2 separate regions of the Sus scrofa genome follow, and region 2 is linked to region 1. A link is a contact called in public targeted proximity ligation data. All regions are on one chromosome and are shown on one strand. The core of a region is the stretch at or near the end of the contact, and the rest is flanking DNA. Distances in the headings are between cores, read along the strand shown. Region 1 overlaps LOC106509989 (a long non-coding RNA gene). Region 2 has its middle 170 kb from the start of TRPS1.

What was found.
Region 2: a contact with region 1 is called in a targeted proximity ligation map of alveolar macrophages. A contact is called at or near these places in 1 of 47 Hi-C or Micro-C datasets (heart right ventricle) and 1 of 2 datasets of targeted methods (alveolar macrophages).

What each region holds. Positions count from the first base shown.
Region 1 is chr4:22,227,550-22,233,248 of Sscrofa11.1, forward strand. LOC106509989 (a long non-coding RNA gene) reads left to right here. Exons shown (of 10, transcript XR_002343142.1): 5 at 708-1,002; 6 at 1,142-1,266; 7 at 1,433-1,510; 8 at 2,121-4,158; 9 at 5,283-5,384. Among named protein-coding and RNA genes, the nearest start is that of EIF3H, 280 kb to the left of the region's middle.
Region 2 is chr4:22,736,915-22,742,814 of Sscrofa11.1, forward strand. No RefSeq gene overlaps it. Among named protein-coding and RNA genes, the nearest start is that of TRPS1, 170 kb to the right of the region's middle.

The sequences.
Region 1 (5,699 bases), core at 2,887-5,386:
GGAAAAAAAAAATCAAGTTGTTAACAGCTCAATTTTTTTTTTTTTTTATAATGTAGCTTCCTAAATGTCCATAAATGAATTCTATTTGGTGAGTGAAGTTTATCAGGGAAGTATAGAGCTGGAAGACTTTCTTTGTCCTCACTCACTGCATGGTCTTCAAAACTGCATCTTCTGATATCCTTACCTCACCATAATAACAAATAATCTTAATACTGATAACAATACATCATTCTCCAGGCATTGATGTATCTAAAATTTTATCGGTGAATATGCTGGTAGAGAGGCTCTCCACTGAAAGTTAAACATGAAGAGCCTGAGTTCTAGAGTGGTGGTTTTTAATGAAGGCTCTGTTTAAGTCCTAACCTCTGCACAGCTGCAGAAGGAGACAGGATTTTCAACAGTTGGTGTTATTGGCAAAAAGCTGAGGCAGTGTGGGGCAGTGTGGAGGGTAGAGAAGTATGAAGCATAGAAGGTGATCAGTAGACAGTAGCTTAATGAAGAACATAAAGAGAAATTCTGCCTGAATTCAAAGAGTTGCCTCTACCCTATGTGAAGGTTCATTCTATGCTTCAGTGAAGGCTAATCTCAAGATAAAAACATACCTATACAATATTGTTTCTCTATATTTGTTAGTATCATTAAACATCAGTTAATTGATTAAAAAACAATAGTTTATTTCTTAAATATATTCTTTTTAATCCCCTCAGTGAATTGTCTACATAAAACTTTTGGTTGTCTACATAAAACTCTGAGTCACAAGAACCCCCATTAAACTTCCTTGAAGTGAGGTGAACTGGACTGGTCTTTTAGTGCAGTTCCAGATGCCGGCTGTGGGCAAACTGATGAAACTGCCCCCTTACCAAGGATGTGATTGAACAAGACCTGGGACCTGAAAAAAAATCTTGCAATTACACTTTTCTACCACTAGATGATATGCACGTATAAGCAAGATGAAAACCCTCCTGTGTTTTCTTGCTGCATCAGTGGCCGCAGTGATGATAGGTAAGTTAAGGTACCCAGAATTCAATTCTGGATGTTACCCGAAAAGAGAAATAAAATGTGCACACGAAGAAGTGCCAGTATTGATTAGGTAATTAATGGAATCATACTAAATGTATTGAACTTTTATCCTTTAATCTAGGGGCCGTTGAACTACTACTGCCTATGGGCCAAATCTGGTTTTCTGCCTCTCTGTATAAATAAAGTTTTATTGGAACACAGCCATGCTCATTTGTCTGGGACTGATTTTGCTCTACAATGACAGTGGTGAGTATTGACTCATAGGCTGCATGACCTGTGAAACTTCAGTTTCTATCTGGTCCTTTGCAGAACATTTTTCTAACACCTGGTCTCAACAGTAAGATCACACCAACTCATTTAATCTTTATCACTCTATGGTTGTGAGTATGTGTTATTATTATTTGTTTTACAGATAAAGAAAGTGACTAAAGACACATTGACTCCTGGCACACACATGAAATGACTGTAGCAGGCCTACACGATGGAGAACGTAAGTATTGGCGTACCCCATGCTTGATACTGTTGTGTAACCAAGAGGCATGACAGTTGGCTTCAAAGCTGTGGGCACCTAGAAAGAAAAAATTATTGCTAGACTGGACCAGCCTTCTGTGTGGTCCCCGGGTAGAAGTATATCTGGGATGGAATAGCTGCCCAGGAGCCCTTTGGGCAGCTAAAAAAAGTGATGCTCATTCAGCACATATTTTAAGAAACTATTTTGACACAATAGTTCATAAGGCTGAAGATGATTCGTCAGATGGAACAGTGTTTACATTGGGACTGAAACATCAGTGGGCAAGTGGGGAGACACAGAGAGAAGGTAGTCAAAGGAAGCCTTCTTTTTAATGTCCTCATTTTCCCCAAAGTGGGGGTGTCTTTGTTCCTCCAGTGCTGGGTGTGACTGGGCCTTCAGCATATCTGCTGGGGGTGTTGGAAGCTGGCAGTGGAGCTGGGGAGCAGGGTGGTACTCAGCTTTATCATTTCCTAGATCCCTAGTCGTTGTCAGGGATGTCCTTCAGACTAGTTTACGATGTGCAGTGATGTACGGGGTGGTTCATTCCACATTCGTGATTACTGTTCTTTTTTCCTTTTTCCTTCTGAAGAATTTGGGTAATTAATTGCCTCAGAGTCATACATCACATGGAGAAGATGGGGATAATGAGGAACTGGGTGAGCCAACTTAATCCTTTGTCCCACATGAAGAGATGGGGCCAGGTGGCCTAGGTGTTCCAGGTGTTTTCCACATTTCCACACAGTCATGCCCCAAGCTCCTCTTCTCTCCTTCTCTTGCTCCAGGAAAACCTCTCCTGTTTTCTTCCACATTTTGATGTCTTCTTTCCTTAGGGCACCTCCATTATCCCTACAGAAAAGGAAGCCCTGGTAGACTCCTCCACTTTTCCTTTCTTTGACCCTAAATGGCCAGGTGCTAATGTTTGGAGTCTCCTTGGGGCCAGGTGGGGGTGTGAGTGGTGGAGGATCAGGGAAGGGGAAGCAGAAAGGAGAAACTCTGGGGCTTTGCAGATGGATTTGGGAAAGACTAAGGGCTTCTGTTTCTGGGAGCTACTGGTTTCTCATGAAATAAATTAAACTTCCTATATTAATAATGAACTTTCTTTAAAGATCATCCTATCTGGGTTACACGAGAAGTTTGTATCCCTTCTAAAAAACATGGCTTGGACAGCCTCCCCCTTTTTGTGAAATAATAATCCCAGCCTCTTTACACCAATGGAGCATTTGCCCCAGGTTTCATTATAGAATGAATTTCCCAAGTCCTTTAATTCCTTAATATACAGATATGTATATAGGTATATTCTTATGTATGTATGTATGTATTTAGAGTTAAATTATGGTTGGAATAGTGTATGTGGGGTAGTGTCAAACTGAAAATTGATAATCTGGGCTTTTGGAATTTAGGAGAAGGGAAAGGCTGGGTGATTTGACGTGGACTTGTGAAAGGTGAGTTACAGGTTCTGAGGAAATTTGGACATGCAAAGGAAGGGTCATTTTAGACAATGAGATGGAGAGGCAGACGTTTGGGCTTGACCGTGGGCACTTGGCGAGAAGACAATTTTGGTAAGGGCTGAATGTGGGAATTCGGGTCCACCAGGTTGAAGTTTGAACTGGATCTCATAGTCCTGGGAAAATTCAGAAGACTTTGACTAGAGAAGTATCGCTGGTTCTAAATTTTCCAAGGGTGAAACCATCATGTTTACCTTTTCTTGTCTGTGTTTAGCTAAGTGACCACTGACATGTGGTCAGGTTTCAACCAGCTTCGAGTGAATAAATGCACAGCAGTGATATTTTAGGAAAAGTAATCTGGGGACTAGGAATGGGATGGCTTGGAGAGGGAAGACAGAAAATAGAGAAAAACAGGGGTAAGTGCAAAGACATAGACCTATTCCTTTCCTTCACCAAACAGTCCATGTAAAATGATCAAATTTTAAATCTCATTGCCAGTACCACAAATGTAGCTGGAAATAGCTGGACATGAATCAATCATCTCAACAGTAATTGTAACCAGAAATGGGAAATGTTTCATAAAAATCTATTTGTTTCACGTTTGACTACGTGGCCATGTCTTACTCTGCCCAGTTTAGGATATTTCACAAATGCATCATGATGAAAAAAAAATTCATCAGGAAAGTTGATGTTCTGTCTGCCTCAGTGACAATCCTTTTCTAATTAGTATGAGAAGTAGCTTAATTTAATAAATATGATTTCTTTATTCTTATCATTTTCAGATCTATACCCGAGATTTAACTTTTTTTTAATTTACTTTTTTATTAAATGAAACCCAGCAAAGAAAAAAGGGTTAAGTTTGAGTTGTCAAAATAGGTTTTCTTCAATGCTTAATTCCTTATTCTACCCCCAGTATTAGGTTTATGTGTTTAACTAGAGGGACTCACTTTCAAAATCTCTGTGTTATTGGGTGGAGAAAAGAGGGCTGAAGTCCATTGCTGGTTACGTCAAGTGGTGTCAGATTTGGCTTGCTCTTCTCACTTCCTGTTGACTCCAAGAAAAAAGGCTGCAGTTGGCGCCTGACAGTGAAAAACATGAAGCTCTGAGACCCGTCTGAATTACTAATCACTACATGTCCTGTTCAGTCTGACCACTTTCCAAGCAATGAAGCGAACTGGCCAGGTCAGTGACTCAGCTTCCGAAGGGGGAGCCAGCAGTCCGAGCTGATCTGTATGGCCCTGGTTTCACTTCCCAAGGTTTGATCGGGGAGCAGCCTCGGAAGGGTGATTTCGCCTTGGAGCTTGTCTCTCCAGGGACAGAACTATGAACACAGATGATGCAGTGTATAGTCTACTGGAGAAGTCTCACTATAAGTCTTTGGAGGGAAAGAGTTGCAAGAATGTCATCTTTCATCAGCTGGTGTCACTCTTTGGAACCAGTCACAAGTAGCTGGGTGTGGTAGGGTGAGGTTGTCTGAAGTTTGAATGAAGAAAATATATTGAGTAGGAAACATTAACTTCTTTTCTTTTTTTGGCTTAACTGCTAGTAGATACAGTATTCCCTTGTTTGTGTCAGTAACTACCGAAGGCTCTTGCAGATGTCACCATTTTACCATGGTGTATTCATATGCCTGGTTTTCTAAGCGATTTAGCTGAACTTTGCTGCTTTTATTAAGCTTAATGTTCAGTTACCATAAAAAGCACCACATAGTCCGTGGTGGAAACAGGGGTGGGCGTATAGGGGCCACATGGGAGTGTAATTCCAGGAACTCCTGGGTCTCATATGCAAATTAGATTAAAAGGCTCTGTGGCCAGGGCTCCCAGAGCAAATCATTCCCATTCCCACCTCTTTTCATAGCATTGTCTCCTGTGGGAATACAGAAATCACTTTCAATTGATTTCAGCTACTGCCTTGTTTTAACAAAGGGGGCCACATGCCTTAGTTTGTCTGCCTGGCTTAAGAAAACTCCTTACCAGGTAATCTCTTAAATACTTAAAAAAAAAAAAAAAAGACTTTGAGATCCTTAGGAGAAAATACTGTAAGTAAATCAAAGTCCTATTTTCTCAGAAAGAAAGTTGAGTCTTTGATTGGCTGGTGCCACCACCTCCTTCAGGCAATTTTCATACTTGGCATAGAGCTTGTAGTCATTTCTCATATTCCCGTTGTTTTGATTAGTCAACACATGATAACTTGACAACACTCAAATGTGAGAGGTTGAGGAAGGGAGGGTGGCAAGGAGGGAAGAAGCCCTCCAGCAAGCAACACTTTCTTGAAAACGTCTTAAAAAATGTATTTTTCAAACACAGGGACTGAAGGTGAACTGGAAGAATATATCCAAGACCACAAGCCCAGTTCTCTGAAGGATGGCTCTCTGGAAAGAACGTGTGAGCCTGTGCACACGTGGGCAAGTATGCAAAGCAGTTCTTTCCCAGGACACCCCAGTGCTGCTGCTTATCTGCGCAGATGTGCTGTGGGGCTTGCAGATTGCATCTGTTTGTTCTATTTATGGGGGGAAAAAGCATGTATTTGTGAGCTTAGCGGGAGCACAACTTTCTGTTTGGATCTTTTATTTTATTAGCGTTTTTAAATTTTTGCCTTTTGGAACAAAAGGATTTGAGTCCTTGGCAATGCTAGATGCCATATGATTCCCTCTCCTGTTCATTTCTTATCTGCTTCCTCTGCCTCCAAATTTCACAGAGTTAAAATCAGGGCAGGAGAGATCA
Region 2 (5,900 bases), core at 1,622-4,121, 510 kb after region 1:
TCAAATGTAAATTTCCCCCAGCTCCACCATGAATATGAGGTAACTGTCTTCTCTGAAAAGATGCTTCCCCCTGGAAGCATCATTCCTCTCTCTGTGCATTTCAGCACATGATCAAGTCTTGTTTTGCCAACTTTTTAACCTTTACATCATTCTGAGACACCACGTAAGCATGCTTACCCCTTTCCCCCAGAAGGTGGCAGGTCGCTTATTAAGCACATAGAAGGGGGTATATTTTTCCTCGGTCACTCTATTTATCTTTCCTTGAGAGAGAAAGCTACATGCCCCTGGTCACCTTGAGTCTTCCTCAAAATGGAAAGAGCTTTGCACATATCCTCCATAGAACCCTCTGATTTCATTCACAATGTGACCCAAGAGCCCAGAGTAAATAGTACTTTGTCTGTCCTGAATCCCACTGCAACTTGGAGCCGCCATTGAGGTGGTTCCTTACTAGCTCTCTCACCGATGACTATAGGGAAAGGAGTAGCACGTTGTCAAGGTCCATGACAAATAATAACTACGACTAGGAGTGAAGACCCAGCCACTCTGACTCTGGAGGGGGGGGGAGCATTCATTTTCCTCCATCAACACACAGCCCACAGGGCAGAGGTAATTTTACCATTTTATGATCTACTGTACTTGGCATCTGTTCTGGCTTCTGGCATGGAGACTGTGTCTATTTTGGGGATCAGTTGTGTATTCCCAGATTGCCATTTTCCTCTGCCTTGCGCTCTGTTAAATATTCTACAGCATATTATCACTTCATTTGACTTCAGTTCTTTCCTCTGACAGTGGTGCGGGGCAGTCTGGACTCAGAGTCACTTCCTCTCTCAAACTCAATCTGTCTAAATGTCAAAAAGAAAGGGAAAAAATGTAGAACTTTTAAAAATCCTAGCAATCTGGCATTTCTAAGGAAATATTTGATAGGTGTTGCGTTTCTGAAACTCTGTTTGCTGGAGGCAGGGGCGGGGAAGGGGGGCACTGGGGTTGAAAATACTTTCATAGTCAGCTTTTTTGGAAAAATGATATTTTGTTCTTAAAAGCCCTAGTCACGAAAGCAGAGGCTGTGCTGACATAAAGATTTGTTTGTCTGTTTAGGATAGTCCTTCTCCCAACCTTTACTCACAGATCTGAGCTATCTGGTGACAAATTTGGGCAAATGACTTGGTGCACAATTTGGAAGCACTCACTAAGCTGAGAAAAGTTCAATGATTTCTTTCCTCTCTCCCCTACTCCCCTCCCCTTTTCTCTCTTTGTGTTTCCATGCAAAAAAGATTGTCAAGTCTGGTGACATAAAAAGACACATCTCACAAAAGGCCTTTTGGAAGGTTTGGCCACTTGCCTTTTGGGACAGGTTGTCAGTGCTGAATATTTTTAGGCTGTTTCAGGCCATTCTAATGAAAGGCTATCAGAAATAAAATTAGGGATGACTCCACTAGGTCAGCAGAGTTCAGTGATAACACATTGCTCTGTGGTGGAGGATCTGGGATTAATGAAATATTTTACCTAAAAGGACTTCTATTGAGTAATTTTCAGAAATGCTCCTGTGCTTGAAAGCAGTGATAGATCTACTAATAATGCTGAATAACTCAAGCCACACAGAAACAGGATGTGTCTGTTGTACCACAGATTTCATAACTTTCAGAAGTCAGGGTAGCCTTCCATTTCTTTAGTTTCAGTGAAAAAAAAAAAGAAAAGAAAAAGGAGGAGTCAATATAGTCTAAAAGCAAGAATAGGGTGAAGGGGAGAGGAGGCTTGGGGAAATAATGTTGGTTGAGAGCCCCTAACAAGGGTCAGGCACAAAACTAGGTGTTTAACAGACAATAACTCATTTATTTAATTGTCAGACCATCTCTGTCGATATTTCTCCATTTTCAAAATGGAGAAACTGAGGTTCAGCCAAAAACAACAATTTTCCTCAGATTACAACATTAATAAATAGCAGAGCCAGGGTTTTTTTTTTTCCCCCTTTTTATTGCTAAAGTCTATGCACTTTCCATTAACTCTAAACTGAGATCTCAAATCTGTGTTGACCAGGCTTTTTCTTCCTTCTCCTTTCTTTGGAGACTTGACCGAAGACTTTCTAAGACTTGAAGCAGATTGTCAACCTTAAAAATAATTTCCCACTCATCTGGTGAGAATGCATTCAGAGCAAAAGGAAATTTTATTCTGGATTAGGAAAATCATCAGTAATTTCATTTTCTGTCTCCCAAGGACAAAGCCATGCTGGTGAAAAAGAAAAAGGAATAGTCTAATAAATATTTTCAGCTCACTTTTAATTTGGGAGAAAATTTGTGAAATATTTTAAACCTTAAGGTGTTTTTGCCCAGAAGGGCATTATCATGGCTAGAGTCGCTGATTTCTAAGCATTGAAGAAGAAAGAGGCTACATAAAAATATCAGACAAAATTATGTATTTGATTTCAGGACATTACAACCCTAGCTCTGAAGCAGAAAACTATTTTTTTTTCTGTCTTTTTTTTTTTATTCTGTTGCCATGAAAATACTCAGAATCACCTGAGATTAATTTATGACAAGTACGAACCTGATTTTTAATGTCACTCTAATATGTTTTCAAATCAATAAAATTTCCAAGACAGGATTTCATATTTTTCAAGTTTGGCAGAGTTTTGGTAAAGCATTCAGGGTCTCTTCCCACCCTTCCAAAGTGGGGTTATTTTTCCAGAAGAACTGCCAAGAGTTCAGTTATCTTCTTGGAAGAAGCAGAGTTGTCTGAGACTCTGATTCCCCTGCCGCCTTATGAGTTATTCCTTAACTCAACAAGAATAAGCCTGTTCCCTTAGACTCACATCGCAGAGGCTGGATACATGAGCCTGATTTTTGGCTCTTTCATCAGAACTCTTCCTCAGTTGGCAAGCCTGTGCTCTGGATGGTTCCTCTTTTATCAGAGGCACTTCCTGTCTACATGTTCATGTGTCCATATCTAAGCTTAGGAGTGGTGGAGAGAGATGGTCATGAGGAAACAGGACCCTCATATTCCATACACTCCATGACAGATTTTTTTTTTTTAAACTCCAATTACAGAGACGTTTCGTCCAGTCTGACTACAACATAAAGGATAAGCCAAGACCCATTTACCCCGCATTGCTCTTTCCTTTCACTTTGATTAAATGTGGTATCTTTGAATACTCTTGAGTGGTAACTTCTAATATCATACATAAACTTTTTTTTAATTAAGAGAAAAAAATGCATGAAGGAAGAAAAAGCCCTAGGGATTCTGACAATAATTTCAGAAGGCAAATGATAGCTATATACCCCAGTCACTATCATACAGTGACTGTGCAAACAGGGGGGAAAAAAAAGACTATAGAATGTTGAAAATGTTGAAGTCTTCCTGACATGACATGTTTTGGATAATCTTGGGAGCAGGCTTGGATTGTAGTCATGGAAACTCATTGTATACACACACAGACACACGTACATAAATACCACATATATGTATGTATATGTATTTGAGATATACACACACACACACTATATATGTTTAACGTGCTGCTAAGGTGAATCTATTTAGGAAGAGAACTGTGAATTTATTTAGACAGTATATGTATTCTGAAGTTAGGTGAGGTTTATGTTTTCCTAAAATCACTGGTAGGAACAATAAAATTGTTTTATCCAACTGTCATCAAAGAAGCTGCCTTCTCCATCTCTATGTCACTTAGCCACAAAGTAGCAGAGAATTCCTGGTCTCTATTGCATCTTGCAAACAAACCAAAGGGTCAAGGACACACCAATATTTCCATTTCAAAACTTTATTTTTTTTCTTTCAATTTATATGTTGAAATGAGAGGACCGTATGAATAGAAATTCGTGTTCCTGGTATAAGTCTGATTGATATCATTCCAGAGGTATTTTTGTTTTATTCCACCAATCACTCAGATTTTTCTAGAAAAACTATACTGCACTCACTAAATAGCCTCTAGCAAGGACAACAAGAAAAGGGCTATAGCTTCCTATTAGATTCACAGAAGAGGGTTCCTTTCAGGGAAGAAAGAACCTTGAAGTATTTGCCAAGAATATGAAATTCCTTGTGTATCTAGTGTTCAAGTGTCTTGGTGAGTCTTACATAGGGAAAGAATTTGAAATAGATGATTTTTTTTTTTTAAATAGTATGTATTCCAAGGGAGCTAGACTGAGAAGCTGAACATCACAATAGTCTATGGAAAACTTAAGTGTTCCTGGGGATTGTAATTGACCTCAGCTGTTCCTGAAACCTGGATTAAGTCATTTGTAGTTCAAATCTAGTCAAGTTTCATTCACCCCATTTATTTGCCAGTATCTACTAGCTGCCAAAATCTGCTGTGTGCTAGGGATATGGGAACAGAGTCTCTGCTCTCCCCCAAATTCAAACACTAGTGGAAGAGAAAGCAATTAAACAAAACATGATTAAAAGAGATAAATAGTATGGGAGAGATGCAGTGATAGCACCAAGTCCGGTGGAGTTTGAAGGGGATGGTCAAAGAATACTTCCTGAATAGTTTAACACTACCGTTGAATACTCTAGGATGAATGAAGAAGGGAAAGGATGTTCCGAACCTGCCCAGGAGGAAAACTCAGAAAACCTCAAGCCAATTTAGTAGCTATTTATTAGCAACTTGCTGGGGACAATGGGAGGTTCTAAGCAGAAGAAAGGAATCCAAACTATTCCTTGCATACTCCAGTATTTGGAGTTTTATCCTCAAAGCTTTGGGGGGGGGGCGTCTGTTGAAGGATTTTAAATAAGAGAGTGTCATGGTCAGATCCCTTTTCTTTTTTTTGTCTTTTGTCTTTTTAGGGCCACACCCGCAGCCTATGGTGGGTCCCAGGCTAGGGATCTAACTGGAGCCACAGCAACGCCAGATCGGAGCCACCACGTCTTCCTTAGATGATTGCAGACAGGTGGCTGTGAGGCTTGCGGATAAGAATTTGTATGCTAGCACTAGTTTGTCACATCCATTGTTTAAAGCAGATTCACCAAAGAGATGGAGACTCACACATGGTTTTTGTGTCAGGAGCATCGGTTATCAGACAGAACAGCAACCAACAATTCTTCTAAGGAATTATTTGTGGATGGCTGTTAGAGAAATCACTTCTCCTCTATATTCTTTCAGCTTAGATTACTCTGCAGCCTCAATGATCATTTATCGTTGATTTTTTTTTTTTTTTTTTGGCAAAAAAGACCCGTTCCGTTTCCTTTGAGACTTATGCAACTCAGGACAAATATTTCATCTATCTTGATACGTAGGTAAAGCCAAAAGTTAAAATAATTTTTGTCTGGACAAATAAACTGTTACTGTAAGCTGCTTTTCTAAATAAATGTATCATTTTGTTAACAGAGTGAACATAATGACTCATCTTTATCTACGTCTTTTCCTGTTTAGGGAAATAGAGGTGGGACACATCTTACTTAAAATGGCTTCAGGCAAAGACAGTTCTACTTTTGGCAGTCTGCCTGCTATTCCTTTAATAGGACACACAAACATTTCTTTCCTTATCACTGCCAGTCTAAGCAAGCATTAGTTGCTAATATAAATTCATATTTAAAATTTTTTTCTAGTGTACTCATTTTTTATAAATCTGTGTGGTGGGCTGTGCTGATTCTTAGAATGGAATCCTCCATATAATCATTGGCCAAAATAAGCCAATGCTCTTTTAATTCGCTAGAAAACTCGGTATTATTTTAAGTTTGTAATTAATCCATGAGGTTTGGAATAAAGACTGACCTCTCAAAGTGTCCCTCTACTAAGCATAGCAATCCTTTTTTTTTTTTTTAATTTAGCTTTTTGTTTGTTTGTTTTTTGCTTTTTAGGGCCACCCCTGCAGCCTATGGAAGTTCTCAGGCTAGGGGTTCAATAGGAGCTGCAAATGTCAGCCTATGCCGCAGCCACAGCAACACCATATCCG